Linked DNA regions of Macaca mulatta: region 1 is linked to region 2. Evidence: chromatin contacts called from public Hi-C data. All regions are on one chromosome and are shown on one strand. Each heading gives the region's core, a stretch centred on a gene start, on an enhancer-like site or on the middle of the called end of the contact. The rest is flanking DNA. Distances are from core to core; before and after follow the strand shown. Region 1 holds the start of MAP4K1 (mitogen-activated protein kinase kinase kinase kinase 1). Region 2 holds the start of FAM98C (family with sequence similarity 98 member C).

Region 1 (5,110 bases), core at 586-3,085, 220 kb before region 2:
TTTTTATTATTAATTTTTTTTTGAGATGGAGTTTTGCTCTTGTTGCCCAGGCTGGAGTGCAATGGTGCGACCTTGGCTCACCGCAATCTCTGCATCCCAGGTTCAAGCGATTCTCCTGCCTCAGCCCCCCAAGTAGCTGGGATTACACGCATGTGCCACCACGCCTGGCTAATTTTGTATTTTTCAGCAGAGTTGGGGTTTCTCTATGTTGGCCAGGCTGGTCTCAAACTCCCTGCCTCAGGTGATCCACTCACCTCATCCTCCCAAAGTGCTGGGATTACAGGTGTGAGTGACTGCGCTCGGCAATTGATTTTTCAAAAACCATCCCTCCTCCTGTCCCAACTTCCTTGGCTTCCTAGTCTTGCACACCAAGAGATGCTGCATCATGCAGGATACCACCAGCCACCCCCTTGCCCTGTACTGGGAGTGGCACCCTGCTAGCTGCTGAAATGGGAGTGTAGACAGACAGCCAGACACTTACAGCTTCAGGACAGCCAGGTTGGCTTCCAGATCATAGGCATTTTCCTTGGCCTGCGTCTCCACATAGCGCTCCAGGGTGGCCAGGTTCTCAGGATTGTACCTAAAGGAGAATCAAGATAGGTGAGCAGACAGGAGACAGAAGCTGAGGCCAGTCACTTTACAGTTGCAGGGGCAACTGTAACCTGCTCCTCCCACCCTTCCCCTCTAAATCTGGCACTGGCCACTTGCTCTATCCAGGTAGTGAATTATGTCCAGTATAATCTCTAATAAAACTTATTCATATCCCAGACCTCTCACCTAAGCTCTATACTCCATTGGAGCCCTGGGTCTTGCCTAGGATACCTCCCCAACCTCTGAGCCAGTCAGTCACTGCAGCTTGTGCATCTGGCCTCCTGAACATCTCTGTTACTCACCCCTTCCTCCCCTGCTCAGGCCTCCACCCTGATCCAGCCCCATCCTCTCCTGCCTACCTGGATGCCTACTTCCCCCATGTCCGTCTGAACACTCTAGCCTTTGCTTCCCCCATTTCGGTTCTAACCTCTCCCAGATATCACTGTCTGATGTCAGGTTTGTCTCCCTCATGGAATGGGAACTCAGACCGTGAAGGCATGATCTGCCGCTGTCTGATTCGCCTGTGGTTCCCAGCATTGCCTTAGCACTGACACTTTATTTCAATAAACATGTGAATGAATGACGTAAGGAGCAGAGAAGGGAGAGATTCAGAGGCACTCAAAGGAGGCAGGGCAGAGAAGGAAACCTTAAGGCAATTCACGAAGAGACTGAGCGGTACCAAGATTCTTTCGCTTCTAGGCCTTTGCAGGGCTGTTTCTTTCTTTCTTTTAAAGACGGGGTATGACTGTTGCCCAGGCTGGTCTCTAACTCCTGGGCTCAGGCGACCCGCCTGCCTCGGCCTCCCAAAGTGCTGAGATCACAGGCGTGAGTCACCGCCCCCAGCTCAGTGGCGTTTCTTTAAGCATCTCCTCCTCCAGGAGGATAGAGAAACCCCACCCCGCGGCAAGCCCAGGACCCTGACCACCCCCTGCTGCCTCCTGAAAACCCTCCCCTCCGCCCCGCATGGCCAGAGCGCTCCCTCCGACCGGGCTCAGACCTGTCGATACCCTTGAGCAACTTGCCCACGTTAGCTCTCATCTGTTCAAACATCGCCATGACTTCTGTCGCTTTCCACAACCAGGGCTGGAGACTAATACCGGCCCGGCACGGCGTCCGCGAGGACGGGAAAAGGAAGAGGTGGTGGAAACGGAAACGACGTCATTGTTGTCGCTCCAGCTCCCTGGGGGCGGTGAAGGGACAGGCTCTCGCAGCAGCCGCCACGCTTTCCGGCTGCCACGTGACTTCTTCCTCGCAGGGGCAATTAGCGCGTGCGCATTCGCTCCACTCAAGCTGGACGGACAGCGTGAGAAAAAGCTTACTGTATCCCAGTGCGCAGGCGCCTCTCGGCGAGGGGCGGGGCTAAGCTTTTCCCGGGCCTCACAGACCCAGTTCCAGTGCCGGGGGCGCGGGAGCGTGCGCGCGCGAACTCATTGGGAAGCAGTCGGAGCTCTGGCGGCGTGCGCGCGCGTTGTATTGCGCGCGGCCATAAGTCCCCGGAGCTGTGCGGGAATGCACGCAGCAGCCCTCCGTTTAGGCATTGGCCAAGTCCCGAGGGAGATGTTCTCTGAGGTCCCTCTCGCCTCAGGCCTGGGCGCATGGTGCAGGATCCTGAGCGCCCAGGATCCAGTTTCAAGTCTCGGCCCTTGGTCCCCAGCTCCAGGAAGAGGGTCCCACAAAGCTATTGTGCTCTGCCGGGCAGGGGCTGGGGTGAGGGCTCCTGGACTTCGCCGGATCGCGCCCGGTCTCCATTAGGTTCCGGTCTTGGAGCTGAGGGCGAGGGTCCTATCTGTACTGCCATCAATTATATATCATGTATAGGTTTTGTACACTGCAAGCGTAGAAAATGCAGTTATGTGCCATGTATGTGGAGGTATATGCGCTGGGTACCTCCACGTGTGTACTGTGCACACAGGTATCTAGGTAGATGCACATCTACACGTCTACATGCCCGCGCAGTGCACAGGAGGTAACCCAAGTGCATGTATGTGACAGGTGAACAGGCATGTACACTGCGTAGTCATCCTTGTGCAGACTTGCCGCCTTCGGGTTGTGGCCAAACCTTCAAGCACCCAGTAGAGGTTTAGACACTACCTAGGAGACGGGGGCGGGGGTTCTAAGGCACCCCCCTCCAATCCAGTTACCATTAAGATCATTTGCATCACATTTACATCCAGCCCTGGGCCTTGGAGGTTGAGGATGGTCCCTTGGGTCCCAAGACAAGCTGCCCCTCAGAGGCTCTCAGCGCCCAGGGGACAGGGGGTGGAGCCCTTTGCACAGCCCTGCAGTGCAGCTGGGGCAGGAAGCGAGAGTGGGGAGGAGGGAGGCCACAGCCCGCGGAGGCAAGGCGGGTGCAGGGCTTCTGGGGACAGAGGGAGGTGCCAGAACTTGAGCCCTGAGGCCCTGCTGGCCCCTGGGCGCAGGCCCAGCTCCGGCCCCCAGGGATGGACCTCGTGGATCCGGACATTTTCAATAGAGACCCCCGGGACCACTACGACCTGCTGCAGCGACTGGGTGGCGGCACATATGGGGAAGTCTTTAAGGTGAGAAAGCCCCTCTGTCCCCAACACCCTCAAACTAGTGGCCTTTAAGGCAAGGCCTCGGTAGGGAGGAGGCTGCAAGAGGGGGTCCCAGTCCTTGACCTTGACTCAGGGATGCTGAGGAGGGACGCTGGCAAATGGAGCCTGCCTGACTGCCGACTTCCCCTTTGCAAGGCTCGAGACAAGGCGACAGGGGACCTGGTGGCACTGAAGATGGTGAAGATGGAGCCTGGTGAGGAGGGAACCCGGAGCTCCTTCCCCACATCCCCACCTTCGCCTCCTGGGACACTGGGATCACCTCCCTCGTAGCTCTCTCCATGCGAGCTGCCTTTCTCTCCCACCCTCCTCACAGATGATGATGTCTCCACCCTTCAGAAGGAAATCCTCATATTGAAAACTTGCCGGCACGCCAACATCGTGGCCTACCATGGGAGTTATCTCTGGTGATGAACCTCAGACCCACCCTGGCACCCAGCCCAGCCCCTAACGCAGAGCCTCCATTTCTTGATGGGGGTACCCTCATTTCTTTTTTTTTTTTTTTTTTTTTTCATTTTTTTTCATTTTTTTTGAGATGGAGTCTTGTTCTGTTGCCAGACTGGAGCGCAGTGGCATGATCTCGGCTCACTGCAACCTCTGCCTCCCGTGTTCAAGCAATTCTCTGCCTCAGACCCCCGAGTAGCTGGAATTACAGGCGTCCACCACCCCACTCGGCTAATTTTTATATTTTTAGTAGAGATGGGGTTTCACCATCTTGGCCAGGCTGGTCTTGAACTCCTGACCTCGTGATCCATTGGCCTTGGCCTCCCAAAGTGCTGGGATTACAGGTGTGAGCCACCGTGCCTGGCCTTGGCACCCTGAGTTCTAACCTTGAACTTCCATTTCTCACCATAACCCGGCCTCCCATCCTGGACCCCCATTTTTGACTGGGCTAACCCTACCCTGATCCTCACTCCTAAGTCCCACTTTTCTGACCAGAGCAGCCTCTAATCTAATCTCCAATCCAGAATTCCCATTTCTGATCAAGAGTACCCCAAACTGATCCCTTCATAGTAACGGAATTGGAAATCAACTCCCTAGAAACGAAGCTCTCATCATTCTGCCCTCTGGCTCCCCCAGTTCCACTCTCTGTTCCTTTAATATAAACTTCTAAATTCCCTGATCCCCAAATTAATATTCCAGATGTCCCAATACTGACCTCTGCTCCCCGGAACAGATGCCCTGGGCCCCTCTGTCCCCTCCAAATCTCCACAACCCGTGAGATCTCTGCCCTACCTCCTAGGTTGGCGTGGGACGGCAGAGGGGTCCCGCCCAAAGGTCTAGGTTTGAGTTGACTTGCCCCGGAACTCACATTTCCTCTCTGAGCCTTAACTTCCTTGTCTGTGAAACGGGAATGAAACCACCTCACTCTGGTAGACAAGGAGAGATGGAGTGATGAGAGCTGTTACATTAAAGTTCTTACTGATCTAGAACAAGACAGAAGCAAACCAGGGACTTTCCTGCAAATAATAATGTATTACTGCTATTATTATTCTTACCCTTGAAACACTGCAGGTTGCAGAAGCTCTGGATCTGCATGGAATTCTGTGGGGCTGGTTCTCTCCAGGACATCTACCAAGGTTAGAGAAAGCACAAGGGGACCCAGGCAACCCTCCCACCCCCACCCCCCAACCCCGACCCGAATTCACCTCTTCGTCTGTGTGTGTGTATCTCACAGGAACTGTCTTTCTGGGCCGTATTTCAAACTCCTGGGCTGAGCTGATCCTCTTGCCTTCAGCTGCTGAAGTGCTGAGATTACAGGCTTGAGCCACCGTGCCTGGCTTTTTAAAATTTAATTTAATTTAATTTAATTTAATTATTTTTAAAAATATAACTGCTGGGCCTGGTGCGGTGGCTCACGCCTGTAATCCCCGCACTTTGAGAGGCTGAGATAGGTGGATCACCTGAGGTCAGGAGTTCAAGACCAGCTTGGCCAACATGGTGAA
Region 2 (5,485 bases), core at 280-2,779:
GGCCGAAGCAGGAGAATCGCTTGAACCAGGGAGTTGGAGGTTGCAGTGAGCCGAGATGGCGCCACTGTACTCCAGCCTGGCAACAGGGCGAGACTGTTTCAAAAAAAAAAAAAAAAAAAAATTGGCTCCACTGGCTTTAAAACCTCCACCTTCGCCCAGGCACAGTGGCTCATGCCTGTAATCCCAACACGTTGGGAGGCTGAGGTGGGAGGATCACTTGAAGCCAGGAGTTGAGGACCAGACAGGGCAACATAGGGAGACCCCATCTCCACTTAAAAAAAAATCTTCCACCTTCTAGTCCCACCCACCTAAAGCCTTGGCCTCCAGAGTATGCCCCTCCTTGAGACCCGGTGTCCTCCTATGAATTCGACTCCCACCCACTTGGAAACCTCGAGCCTTCCTCTTAATCCAACCTACTTAAGCTCCCAGGCCCTTCAATTAAAATTCTACTCCCGGGCCAGGTGTGGTGGCTCACGCCCGTAATCCCAACACTTTGGGAAGCCGAGGAAGGCAGATCACTTGAGGTCAGGAGTTCGAGACCAGCCTGGCTAACATGGTGAAACCCTGTTTCTACTAAAAATACAAAAAATTAGCCAGGTGTGGTGGTGCATGCCTGTAATCCCAGCTACTCGGGAGGCTGAGGCAAGAGAATCACTTGAACCCGGGAGGTGAAGGTTGCAGTGAGCTGAGATCGAGCCACTGCACTTCGGCTTGGGCAACAAGAGTGAAACTCCATCTCGAAAATAATAATAATAAAAAAATAAAATAAATAAAAAATAAAATAAGATTCTACCCCCGCCCATCTCAGAGCGCTCTCGCCCCAACATGCTCACCCCACCCACCTCGTACCCTCTGGGCCGCCCCCAAAGTTCTGACTACACCCCCTTGGGAACCTCGATTTCCCCTAAAAAGTCGGAGCCCGCCGCTCCCGAGGCCATGGCCTTGCCACTTCCGCATCCCGGGACTCACGCAGCAGGCGCAGTCCGGCACCCGGTTCCCGAAGCGCAGCCGCGCCATCCCCGCCGCAGAGCGCGCGATCCGGGCAGTGCAGCTCCCGCAGCAGGCGGCCAAGCTGCCGCAGAAAGTCCTCCTCCGCGTAGGGGCCTGCGGGGACAGGGGTGTCAGGGCTCGGTGGTCCCGTGGCGGCCCCCCTGCCACCCTCCCGCTCCGTGCTTACCGTCGCCGGCGCTCAGCACCTCGGCGCCCGCCTCTCGCTGCTGCTCGAGGGCGCCCAGCGTCGCCAGCTCCGCCGCCAGCCGCACGCACAGCGCCCTGAAGTCTGGACATGAGGCGCCCCGCGACGCCGTCCCCGGGACACCCCCATACCTGTGGGGACCGAGGCAGCGGAAGGGGGCGGGGAGGTCACTGAGAATCCCTTTCCTTCCGCGTCCAGGGGGCAGACCTGGCCTTCCTGCACCCACCAGCCTCACCACACACCCTTTTACCCCAGAGCCAGTAGGTCCTGGGCCACCGCGGCCCCCTCCCGCGCTTCCGCCTTCACCCCCTCCATGAAAGCGTCGCCTCGGCGCGCCCCCTGGCGGCCGGTGGCAGGCTCCGCCCCAGAAGTGCCGCGCGCGCGAGCTCCTCGCGGCGTCTGGCGGCACTGACCAATCGGCATCTTCCCGCGCAGGGGCTTGGGTGCTCCCATTGGCACAGGAGGACGCCGAACCCGCCCCGGGGCCCGCCCTCCCCGCCCTCCCGCCCTCCCCGCCCCTCGGGTAACCTGACAGGGTTCTAGGAACGCCCCCTGGCGCTGTAAATTGCAGTGCGTTCGGGATCTCCGATGTTAGACAAGCTGGCGGCGGGTGTCACTGTTGCGGTAACATAAAAACAACTTCGGTGTCCTTTTCCTTTTCCTCCCTCAGTTGTCCTCTGCTGGCGTTTTGTTGGTTTGTTTTTGAGGCAAATCTCGCTCTATCGTTCTGGACTGCAGTGGTGCCATCACGGCTTACTGCAGCCTCGACCTCCTGGGCTCAAGAGATCCTGCCACCTCAGCCTCCCAGCTAAATTTTTAAAAATCAGTCAGGCTTGGCCGGGCGCGGTGGCTCAAGCCTGTAATCCCAGCACTTTGGGAGGCCGAGACGGGCGGATCACGAGGTCAGGAGATCGAGACCATCCTGGCTAACACGGTGAAACCCCGTCTCTACTAAAAAATACAAGAAAACTAGCCGGGCGAGGTGGCGGGCGCCTGTAGTCCCAGCTACTCGGGAGGCTGAGGCCGGAGAATGGCGCGAACCCGGGGGGCGGAGCTTGCAGTGAGCCGAGATCGCGCCACTGCACTCCAGCCTGGGCGACAGAGCGAGACTCCGTCTCAAAAAAAAAAAAAAAAAAAAAATCAGTCAGGCTTGATGGCTTATACCTAGTAGCTGGGACCACAGGCACAGACCACCACACTCGGCTGATTTGTTTTTAATTTTTTTGTAGAGACAAGGTTTCCTCATGTTGCCATGCCTGGTTTCCATCTCCTGGGTTCAAGCGATCCTCCTGCTTTGGCCTCCCAAAGTGCTGGAATTACAGGCGTGAGCCACTGCGACGGGCCATTTTTTGAGACAGAGTCTCGCTCTGTCGCCCAGGCTGGAGTGCAGTGGCGCGATCTCCGCTCACTGCAAGCTCCACCGCCTCCCAGGTTCACGCCATTCTTCTGCCTCAGCCTCCCTAGAAGCTGGGACTACAGGTACCCGCCACCACGCCCGGCTAATTTTTTTGTATTTTTTTAGTAGAGACGGGGTTTCACCGTGTTCGCCAGGATGGTCTCGATCTCCTGACCTCGTGATCCGCCCACCTCGGCCTCCAAAAGTGCTGGGATTATAGGCGTGAGCCACCGCACCCGGCCTTTTTTTTTTTTTTTTTTTTTTTTTTAAGTTTTGTAGAGGCTGGGCGTGGTGGCTCACGCCTGTAATCCCAGCACTTTGGGAGGCTGAGGTGGGTGGATCACTTGAGGTCAAGAGTTCGAGACCAGCCCGGGCAACATGGTGAAACCCCATCTCTACTAAAAATACAAAAATTAGCCAGGTATGGTGGCATGCACTTGTGGTCCCAGCTGCCCAGGAGGCTGAGGAAGGAGAATCACTTGAACCCAGGAGGCAGAGGCTGCAGTGAGCCGAGATCAAGCCACTGCACTCCAGCCTGGGTGACAGAGCGAGACTCCATGTCAAAAAAGAAATTTTTGTAGAGAGGGGTCCAGCTATGTCTCCCGGGTTTGCCTCTTAACTCCAGGGTTCAAGCAATCCTTCCCCCTCAGCCTCCCAAAGTGTTGGGATTATAGGCTTGAGCCAGTGTGCCTGGCCCTGTCCTCTGCTCTTAAAGCAGCCCAGATGGAGTGGTGTTCACCCAACTCAGCCTAAAATCCAAAACTTTCTCCCTCCTTTACACCTCAGGGTTTGAATTACATAAGGGACCTAGGAATCCCGGCACACCCCTCACACACCAGGCCCTCCTCATCGGTCACAATGTGCCTGTTAGGCCTTCACTCCTCTCCCTTCTAAGCCTTGGAATGAGTAGGTGCAGTGCACCATAGTGGTTGAGAAATTATACCCTAGGAGTCAGGCAGACAAGGGTTAGGGTTTGATTCTATTACTCACCAGCTCCATGTTCCTGCCAAATTGCTTCCCATCTATGTAACGGGGATAATAGTACCTACCTCTGAGAGCTGTTACTGAGGATTAATTGGAGTTTCATATGTAAAAAGTGCTTAGCACATATAAAGGGAGTACTTAATAAAGAATAACTAATATATATATATATATATAGCATTTAATGTGTACTACTGGGCAAAGTATCTTATCTCTTTTACAGAGGAGAAAACTAAGATTGAGAGAAGATAAGTCACAGAGTGAATTCCTGGTGATGCCACGGCTTGAAGATGAAATTCCAGACTCCATGCTCTTAAACCACGGAACCTATTTCTACAGTTACTACTACTGTTGTTTTGTTGCTGTTGCTAAGTAAACATTGTGTTAGATCTAATCTCTTCCTTACAGTATTCTGGTATCCAGTAGTTCCTAGACAATTCTGCTGGAAGTTGGGGGTGGACCAGGAGCCTGGAGGGAAGAACAGGGATAGAACTTGTTCCTTAAGGACAGATCTGAGTAACCCCATAACCCTGTTTACCCCAAGGCAGGACACTTGGCGGGCTATTTGTTGACATAAATCGAATGTTAAAAATTGCCCAGAGGCGGGCCACAGGGGCTCACACGTGTAATCCCCACACTTCAGGAGGCTGAGGTGGGAGGATCGCTTGAGCCCAGGAGTTTAAGACCAGACCAGGCAACATAGTGAGACCATGTCTCTACAAAAACATTTTTAAAATTAGCCAGGATTGGTGGTGCGCACCTGTAATCCCAGCTGCTCGGGAGGCTGAGGTGGGGGAATCACTTGAGCTCAGGAGTTTGAGGCTGCAATGAGCTGTGATCATGCCACTGCACTCCAGCCTGGGTGATGATCTCAATTAAAAAAAAAAAAAAAATTGGCCGGGCGCGGTGGCTCAAGCCTGTAATCCCAGCACTTTGGGAGGCCGAGACGGGCGGATCACGAGGTCAGTAGATCGAGACCATCCTGGCTAACACAGTGAAACCCCGTCTCTACTTAAAAATACAAAAAAAACTAGCCGGGCGCGGTGGCGGGCGCCTGTAGTCCCAGCTACTCGGGAGGCTGAGGCAGGAGAATGGCGTAAACCCGGGAGGCGGAGCTTGCAGTGAGCTGAGATCCGGCCATTGCACTCCAGCCTGGGCGGCAGAGCGAGACTCCGTCTCAAAAAAAAAAAAAAAAAAACATTGCTCCAGCCAAAAACCTGGACTTCCAATCTTGACTCCTCTCTTTATCTCAAACCCCATATATAAATCTGTGGATTCTATTTACAAAGTAGGCCCAGCACCTGCCCACTTCTCCACTCTTCAGGGCCCTCACCCTGGACCTGCCTGCTGCTGTCTTGTCCTGAACCTTCACAGCAGCCTCCTCTTTGGCAAACTGCCCCCCAGCCCACTCCCACTCTGCTGACCACATGCAGCAGAGGGAGCCTGTGAACTGAGTCAGGTCACATCCCTTCCATGCTTGAAATTTCCTGTGGCTCCGTCTCTCTCAGGGTAAAAACCTAAGTCCATTCAATGCCTTCAACGCCTTACAGATCTGCCCCATCGCCCCTCTGCCCTCATCTCCTGGCACTCTCTTCTTTGCTTCCTCCCCTCTCAACACTCTAGCTCCCTGAAGCTCCTCAGACTTACCAGACACACTCCTGCCTCAGGGCCTTGCACTGGCTGTTCCCTTTACTTAAAACACCCTTCCCTGCAGACATCCCCAGGACTCCCTCACCCCCGTCAGGGCTTTATTCAAATGCCAGCTCCTGGCTGGGCACAGTGGCTCACATCTGTAATCACTTGGGAGATTTCCACCTGGAATCACTTGGGACACTTTGAGAGACCAAGGCAAGTGGATCACTTGAGGTCAGGAGTTCGAGACCAGCCTGGCCAACATGGTGAAACCCTGACTC

The links. A called contact is a pair of places that touch in the nucleus more often than the background predicts.
Region 1: a Hi-C map of fetal cortex germinal zone shows a contact between it and region 2, with 3 times the contacts expected there. The contact joins the promoter of MAP4K1 here to the promoter of FAM98C in region 2. A contact is called at or near these places in 2 of 14 Hi-C or Micro-C datasets (fetal cortex germinal zone and fetal cortical plate).

What each region holds. Positions count from the first base shown.
Region 1 is chr19:49,706,071-49,711,180 of T2T-MMU8v2.0, reverse strand. MAP4K1 (mitogen-activated protein kinase kinase kinase kinase 1) reads left to right here and starts at 1,835. Exons shown (of 31, transcript XM_028840014.2): 1 at 1,835-3,131; 2 at 3,303-3,360; 3 at 3,481-3,571; 4 at 4,680-4,744. The coding sequence starts at 3,033. It overlaps EIF3K (eukaryotic translation initiation factor 3 subunit K), which reads right to left and starts at 1,836. Exons shown (of 8, transcript NM_001257691.1): 1 at 1,589-1,836; 2 at 482-580. The coding sequence starts at 1,647.
Region 2 is chr19:49,484,666-49,490,150 of T2T-MMU8v2.0, reverse strand. It overlaps FAM98C (family with sequence similarity 98 member C), which reads right to left and starts at 1,529. Exons shown (of 8, transcript XR_013410604.1): 1 at 1,446-1,529; 2 at 1,178-1,326; 3 at 970-1,104.